2 separate regions of the Mus musculus genome follow, and region 2 is linked to region 1. A link is a contact called in public promoter capture Hi-C data. All regions are on one chromosome and are shown on one strand. The core of a region is the stretch at or near the end of the contact, and the rest is flanking DNA. Distances in the headings are between cores, read along the strand shown.

Evidence for each region. Promoter capture Hi-C pulls out the DNA fragments that hold promoters and counts their contacts.
Region 2: a promoter capture Hi-C map of macrophages shows a contact between it and region 1, with 7 read pairs. A contact is called at or near these places in 3 of 39 promoter capture datasets (hippocampal neurons, macrophages and pre-B cells), 2 of 484 Hi-C or Micro-C datasets (bone marrow-derived DN3 thymocytes and nephron progenitors), 3 of 130 datasets of targeted methods (bone marrow-derived macrophages, large pre-B cells and stem cell-derived neural progenitor cells) and 2 of 9 other capture datasets (adipose tissue and liver).

The regions. Positions count from the first base shown.
Region 1 is chr19:29,323,413-29,327,688 of GRCm38.p6, forward strand. It overlaps Insl6 (insulin-like 6), which reads right to left and starts at 1,906. Exons shown (of 2, transcript NM_013754.1): 1 at 1,633-1,906. The coding sequence starts at 1,903.
Region 2 is chr19:29,484,227-29,488,497 of GRCm38.p6, forward strand. No RefSeq gene overlaps it. Among named protein-coding and RNA genes, the nearest start is that of A930007I19Rik, 36 kb to the right of the region's middle.

The DNA.
Region 1 (4,276 bases), core at 656-3,155:
AATAAAGGAACACAAATACAAATGGGCAAAAAGAAGGAGAGGGACGAGGAGGAGGAAGAAAAGGGAAAGAAGGGAAATAGAGGAGGTCAGAGTCTGCGTGGATTCTTGGCCTTTCTGAATCTATCACTGGGTCTTTCTTTCCAACCCCCACTTGCAGTGTGAGGTTTTGCCAGGCTCGCTCTGTCCCCTGAAGCTGGAGGGCGTGGCTTCCCGTCCTTTTCTGCTATTACAGTGAGTAAGACAGAGTTATAACTAAACAAAAAAAGCAAAGATTAAAGGGAGCAAAATGCAGTAAGAAAAGAGGAAATAGTCTAGGTAATACATGGTTATTAATTCTGTAACATTTGAAATCAAACAGAAATGAATTCCTATGAAAATCTTGACAGACACAGATATATGAAAGCTACGCACATCGATGACAAAGAGATCGAAAGCAAAACTAGTCACACATAGATGGTTTTAGGGGTGAATTCCACCTAGTTGCAAAGGAAAGTAGTTTACAAGCAGTTCCACTTCATTTTATGACTCTCATTAATTCCTTATTTCCAAGTCAAGTAAGAACATTGATTTTTTTTTAAAGTTCTGATAAGTTGCTTCACTTACAAACACTGCTTTGAAAAAAACTATAAAATTAGTTAAGGGAATCTACAAACACATTTTACAACATAGGAGAAAGGCTAATATCAGAATGGCAAGGGTAGGTCAAGACCACGAGATCTCTATGCAATTCAGCACGCTAGTTCACCTTCAGTGCTGCTGCAAACCACAGAGAAGCTTCATCTGTCCCCATACTACAATCTACCTATCTGCATCGATGAGCTATCCATGCCGAGACTCATCTCATCCGCCCTTGTCCTTCCCTGTGCCCTTTATTAAGTTTTCACTTCACATGAATTGCTCCGTTGGCTTTGCTCTCCCTCTCTCAGCCCTTCTGGACGAACCTTACTGCCCTACGCTGTTGCTTCTTTTCCCCTCCTGTTCAGCACATCCTGACCTCCTCGCTCTTCCCCGTATAATTCAGACAGCAGTGTCTTTCCCCTAAATAAACTTTTCCTCTAAATAAACGCCCCCAATCCCATCCCATCCTATCTATGTGACTAGTTCCTCATCACCTATATCTATCTTCTGACAATGCCCCCGACAGTGGTTAATTTCAAATGAGCAAGAATTTATTTGACTCGTGATTTGAAGATGCTCCAGGGTCCAAGGACTTTTCCTGTAGCATCATCCCATAGCGGAGGTGCCGGAAAAGGAGGATGAAGTGATCTTGCAACAGATTCACTCAGGACAATCCACTTCTGTGATAATGGCCTGACTCCGTTTCAAGAAAATTTAATTCCCTCACTTCACTTCCTAACGCTGCCCTGGAGATTAAGCTTATAACACACGGAATTTGGGGTATACATGAAACCTAAGGCCATCTTTTTAATAAGGCCTACTCTGAACAAATTATTTCTTCTAAGTCTAAAGTGAACTTCATATAAGTCTGTATGGTTTTTAAAACTGTATTCACACGTACACTAGGTACAAATTCTATTTCCTACAGAAATTCACTGGCAGAGCAAAGTCAAGGATAAGAAAAGAGGAGTTTGCACACTGATAAGCTACCAAGCCTTCCCTTCAGAGTTTTACCTGGGTTTGTGAATCTTCTCCAGGCGGAGGAAGAAGGGTGAGGGTTGAAGGCTTTGCCCTTGCGTGAGTAGTGGGGAAAGAACTGTGTCATAGGACTTTGCTCCTCCATCTCGAACCGGCTCCAGTCACTTTGGCCACAGAGTTTTATAACTTCTATCAGCAGGTGCCTGCCGCACAGCTTCCTGGGTCTGGATTCCTCTTCCTCTTCCCTGGAGAAAGGAGTCAGTAGGAGTCCAAGCCACAACAGACAAGAACAGCACAGCTGCTTCATCCCTGGGCTCCGCCACAGGGCCGGGCGCGCTGCAACGGCCGTCGCCCCGCCCCCGCCCCGCCCCGCCCCGCCCCGCCTTCGCCACCCACCACGCCCCCAGCCACGCCCCTCTCCGCACCGCCCTCGGGTTGCCCTCCCTCGCAGGCAATCTTCTCCAGAACACTTTGGTTAGGTGCGGGGTGTTCCAGGCTTACATGGACTTCCGGCTTGCAGAAAGTTGAAATTAACAGGCTCTTTTGGCCTCAGAAATGCAAGTTTTAAAATGTCTTCTTTTCCTAACTTTATTCATTCATTTTCCTTGTCGTCAAAGTTGAAATTAACAGGCTCTTTTGGCCTCAGAAATGCAAGTTTTAAAATGTCTTCTTTCTCTGACTTTATTCATTCATTTTCCTTGTCGTGCGCTCCAAGAAACTGCCTCATGAAATATGAGAACCTAGGACTCTGAGATGCAGCATCCCCCCCACACCTGGAATGTGATCTTCTTTTTGCCTAGTGTTTACAGGAGCCATTTCTTCCCTTCGGAGAAACTTATCTCCTTCATGGATTATATTTTTTAACTTTAAAAAATTGGTACTGGAACTAGAGAGATGTCTTGGCAGTTAGGAGAACTTGCTCTTGCCGAGGATCCGGGGTCGCTTCCCTGTACCAACAAAGCAGCACATGGTAGTCTGTAACTCCGGTTCAGTACCAGTCATACTCGTGGTGCATATACAGACATGCAAGCAAACACTCATACATATCAAATAAAATAAATAAACCCTTTTTAAAAATTACTCATTCCATCGCGGTGTCTTCTCACATCTATCGCACTGTACTTCACTCTCTCTTACTCGCCTCCCTTAACCACCCTCTCCCAGTTCCTGCCTTTAGTAATTCCCCTTTTTGCTTTTTTTTAATTACATGTCCTCTATTAATTGATTGCCTCCTACCTTCTTTAAGCACTCATCCCTCTCGGAATCCCTTTTGTAGTTTCATGACCTACAAACACAAACATTTAAGCATACACATATATAAACACACAAATACATAGTTTTAAGTCTAGATTCTACATGTACATAAAAGCATCATTTAGTATCCGGTTCCCGGTAAAAATTGCCTTAATTTATTTATATGAGCACATTCTTTTTTACAATAAATTATCATCACCATTATTATTATTATATTATTATTATTATTATGATGTTTATTTACTGCTGATGTGTGTGTATAAGTTGGATCCAGTTCTCTCCATGCACCATATGGGACCCCAAGATCGTTGTCACATTGTCAGGCTTGGCAGCAAGTGCCTTAACCCGCGAAAGCATCCCACTGCCTGGGAATGCATTCTTAACTGCTACACACTATTATTAGCAGGATAATGGCTGAATGGATTTATTTAACTGAAAAAAAATTATTTGCATGCCTAATTTTGAGTGAATAAGTTCTAATATTATAAAATTAATTTCAGATGTATTTACTAGAATCCCATACTATTAATTTTACTCCAGAACATTGTCATAAAATATTTGTCTTTCTGAATCAAATGTACTTTATTTAACATAATATACACTTGTATCCATTTTCCTACAAAGGTCATAATTTTGTGGGTTTTTTCTTCATAAATGTATTCAAATTTCATTGTGCATATGTACCACATTTCTTTTTTTTTAATTGGCTTTTATATTTAAATATATGTATGGGTATGTGTAGTGCCTATTGAAGCCATAAGAGGGTGTCAGATCAAATGGTTACCTGACATGGGTGCTGGGAACCAAACTCAGGTTCTCTGAAGGAGCAACAAGTGCTCTTAACCCTGGAGCTCGGCGCATTATCAGCACCCAACCAATGGTGAAGGACGTCTCCGCTGGCCCCACTTCCTAGCTACCGTGAACAGTGCAGCAATACAAATGTGTATGAGTGTCTCTGGGACGGGTTGACTTAGAGCCCCTGTAGTTCCCAAGCTCTGCAGCGCTCCTTCTCTTTAGATTCTTCAGGAGCGGCCATGCGGGCAGCATGTATCTGTATTCTCACCGGCAGGGAACACACATTCTTGTTTCCTCACAGCGTTGCCAGCATTTGCAGTCCCGTGCTTTGTTTATTGATAACAGCTATTCTAACTAGAGTGATGTGGACTCTCAACTCCTTTATTAATTGTATTTCGCTGGTGGGTAAGAATGTTCAAGTATTGTTTTTTTGTAGTCATTTGCATTTCTCCTTTTGAGAGTTCAGTTTATTAACCCATTAAATGATCAGATGATTAGCTTTCCTGGAATTTAAAATTTTCAGTTCTTCATATGGGTGGATATTATTACCCTGTCTAATGTGTAATTACTAAATCATTTCCCTCATTCTGTAGGGTACCCAGTGGAGGCTGGGTTTTTCAGGGGTTGTTTT
Region 2 (4,271 bases), core at 1,200-3,699, 160 kb after region 1:
CTAGGAGACTAGTAAAGGTGACTCATGATATATCTGTGGGGTCACATCCACAGAGAATCCCATACGTGGGGAAGACCTGTGCTGCATGTGGTTGGAACTGCGCCATCCTGTAGACTGAGTGATCCAGGCAAAGGAAAAGTGGGATAAGGACAGCCCTTGAGAATGGGCTTCTTCTCAAATGCATCCCTGCCCCCATGCTGTCTCCTTCCCTCCTTGTTGGAGGTGTCGGTCCACTCTACCATGCAATACTCTTCCTGCCGTGATCACGGACACTCTAACACTGAGCCAGAAGAAATGTCTCCCTCCTTGGGGTGTTTTGTGGGGTTTCTTGTCACAGAGAAGAGAAAGCCAATTAATTAACATATTAACAGAACATCTCTGTTGATCTTGGAACAAAACCCTGAGATGCTAGCAAGGACCTGCATCCTGCAATGATGTGGCAGTGCCTGCAGCTGCCCCCATCTAATAGAACTTGTGTACCACTGTTCGTTCTAACAGCCAGGGTCCTCCCAAGAGGAGATGGTGCGTGCTTCCTGCTCAGTTCTGTTTGTCCTATGAAAATTAACTTCCACATTATAACAGCTGCAGCAAACAGAGGAAGCAAGCATGCCCAGGATGTTCATCTGTAGAGACAGAAAGGAAGAAATGATCATATTGCTTGTTAAACCAGGACATGTGCTGAAATGATTAACTTACCAAGCAATTTAAAATTGGAATAGAAAAAATACAAAATATTTAGTCAAGATAAAATTTGAACAGGCTTTTCCTGCTGTTTCATTGGCCAAGAAATTTCTTAATTGTATCACTACTTACATACATACTCTATAGTAATACGCTAAGCAATACACTAGACTATATGAAGCTGGTGGTTTCATAGATTGTTTATGGAAGAATAAATTGGCACAATGAGGCATATATAGGATTTATAGCATGGAGGGCAGGCCACTTGTCCTCCAGTTTGCTCAAGTAATTCTGCTGCTCAAAAATCTCTCCAAGGAAATGCAAAATATAGAAGACACTGTAGGCACAAAAAGTTGTTCTCTCTCTCTCTGTATGTGTGTGAGAGAGAGAGAAAGAGAGAGACAGACAGACAGACAGACAGACAGAGAGACAGACAGAGAGACAGAGAGAGACAGAGTTAGATTGCTCAAGGTTAATGTCCCTGTTTAGAAATGCTATTCCAGGAATTTTCTTCTAAAGAAAAGAAGTAGAACAGAAGGGAAAGAACTTGCTTTAGTTACAACATCTCTGTCCCCAAACTGGAAATAACTTGTCTAGCAGAGTGAAAATAGATTAGTCATAGAGCTGTGTTGGTATTATAGGTTACCATCGGACCATGGAAATCTCAAGAACAAAATTACAGAGAAATACAAAAAAAATTGTTGAATGTCATCTTAAGTCTCTGTATGTTGGTAAGTTATTATGAAGTCAGCACACAATTTGCATCTATTACTTGTCCATTCTCATGGGACCCTATGGGGGCAGGGGGTTCAAGTCTTAGACAGAGGAGAAAATGCAGACAGTGTTGCTGAGCCAGGACTGAAATGTAAGCTCACAAATACCAAAGCCCAGAGGAGAGACCAATAGTGGTGGGTATGTGTGAGAGAAGGGGCGGGGGATGGTGGGGTAATGCGCAGGGCACCTTAGCACCATTTGGGGTACAGTGCCAAGCCAAAATAAACAACCAAGGTAAGAAAATGGCTGGAAAGGAGTGCCCTAGACTGTCAAGAGGGCTTTGTTCAAAAACAAGGTTCAAAAATATGACCCTTCTGGAGAATCATATGCATACAAAATTCCTTTTAAGACAGCTAGCTGTTGGGCTTTGTGCAAACTGTCATTTTTCTCTAGAGTATGTTTTCTAAAGCAGAATGGCCACTGAGATGCTGTGGTGTTCACAGACAACAAAAATACCTCCACGATGTTGTTATTAGCAAGATCGTTTCTTTACAAAATTTGGGGAAAATTCCTCCTTAAAATCCTTTTGTAAAGATCAGCAGTAGGGTGGGAGGTGGTGGGGCAAACAGCTTATATTTCATATTCCTTTCTTTTTTTTTTCCTTCTTTCACTTTGCTTTCAAGGCTGTGTAACAAGAATTATAGTAATAGTGAGTAGCTCTGCCCATGCCATGAGACTGTAAGCAATTTTTATTCTCACTGTATTTGAGAGGCAAGCACAATTTGAGTATTTTCAGCATAAAAACATTTAAACATTATTTTTTTAAAATATGTTTAAATTTTAGAATTTCACTGGGGTTTTGGCAAAATTTTATACATACAACTTGTGTTTCCCGCAATATCGAGCGCAGATTTCCACCTGTGTTTTTCTGAGACTCTGAAGAGAAACTAAAAGATAAGTTTGAGCAGACACTGGGCTTGCCAGCATCCTGCTGGCCTCAGGAGATGTCACAAGGGCCAGAGCACATACGCATGACTGAGCTGTGGCTGAGCATATGAACCACATGTGACAAGAGACAGTGTGAGCACCCCTTCTGACGACTGCTTGGGGAAGTTGTCTTCAAGAACCACCCCAGGGTAGAAAAGTCATGTGTAGGGAGTGCAAGGGTCCTTTCCCAAAACACAAAAACTTTTGTTCAATGTTCTCAGAATGAAGAGTCTTTAGAGTGTCATCCCCAGGTGACTGCGACATAGTGGAAGTGACTCTGTGAGGGCTGTTGGGAAAGCATGAAGGCCCTGAGGGACAGTTCAAAGCCAGTTCAACCAGAGCTTTTATTTTCTGACTGAGCATCTGAGTGACAGGGTAAGGCACTGGACCATCTCAGCAACATCCTTCTGTTTCAAGGGTATATGGGGTCCACCCACTCCCCGGGGCGTATTACATTCTATCTTGTGATTTGAATCCCCGACAGCTATGTGTCATGAAGAGTACAAAACGTTGTATTAGATATGTTTCACACTGGGGGGGTTCAAAGAAAACTAGAGAAATATACATCACAAGCTGGGAAAGTTGTATCAAAACTGAGATTGCATACAGTTGTATGTCCAATGAAGGGAGACGGGCTCCAAGGAATTCAAAACAGAAGGGAGCTCGTGATCAGAAGTAAGGTAAGAAGCAGCGAGGAACGGAGAAGTGCGCTGAGCCTGGATGCTTTCCGGTGACGTGTGGAGAACAAGAATCGAGACTTGCTCTCCAGGATTGGGACTCCAAAATCCACCCAGCTGTCCAACCACTCCCCGGGCCACTCAGGATGGTCACTGGCATAAATTCCAGAGAAGCGCCTCAGATATGCCTTGCTGAAGCAAGAGTTTCTCTTGTAGTTGTAGATTGTGAGGGCTTCTGAGGGACCCTGAAGACAACTCCCAGGGCGCAGTCAGGGCAGCAAGAGCCACTCAGGGTCCTTGGGGAAGTAGGCATTTTCCCATCAATTCCGTCTGTTACAGTGGTGCAGTCACCGCCCGCGGTACTTGCTGGAACTCAGGCCTGAGTGCTGAAGAAGAACAATGTAAACTTGCAAGAGTTCGAGGCCAGCCTGGTCTACAAAGTGTGTTCCAGGACAGCCAGGGCTATACAGAGAAACCATGTCTCGAAAAACCAAAACCAAACAAAAAAACCACGTGGTGTTTTATTTGACCTGCCTTTCTTATCATCTGCCAGTATGAGTATCCATCCACTTGTCCATAGCAAGACAAAAATCAGATAAGGTACAGAAGAGAGACTTAGGGGATGGGGTGGGACGATGCCTCTCTCTCCCTCTCTCTCTCTCTCTCTCTCTCTCTCTCTCTCTCTCTCTCTCTCTCTCTCAGCCCTTTAGGAAACTAGGTGCCTGCCTTTTATCTGCTTGTGACAGGGTTAGTGAAGGACCAAGGTGAAATTATGAGCTTGGCTTTTGAGGCACTAGCCAGGGACTAGGATAGGGAGGGCATAAATGCTTCAAATAACCCTCTTCGGGAAGACTCAGGCAGTATGGGGTGGGGGGGAAGTGGCTGCATGTAAACAAGACAGGAAATATACTCACTCGTCCTGGCCTTCCCCTCTGCACACACTTCCCTGACCCTCTGTCTTTCTGCCTCGTCATTCTCTGTGGAGATCTAGGTTTTAAGAAGTTCCTACGCTCTATTCCTTAACTCCACTAGGTTAGTAGCATATGAGGACTTGGGGACCGCACCATTTTTTTTTTTTTTTTTACCGACTTAGACATCTGTGCTATTCCAGGGAATTGCCAGCATGAGGGCATCAGCCTGTTTTCCTTGTTCTTTTACCCAGCCATTCACTGGTGCTAAAGAAAGTCCTGAGCATCGTGGATCCAGAGAGTA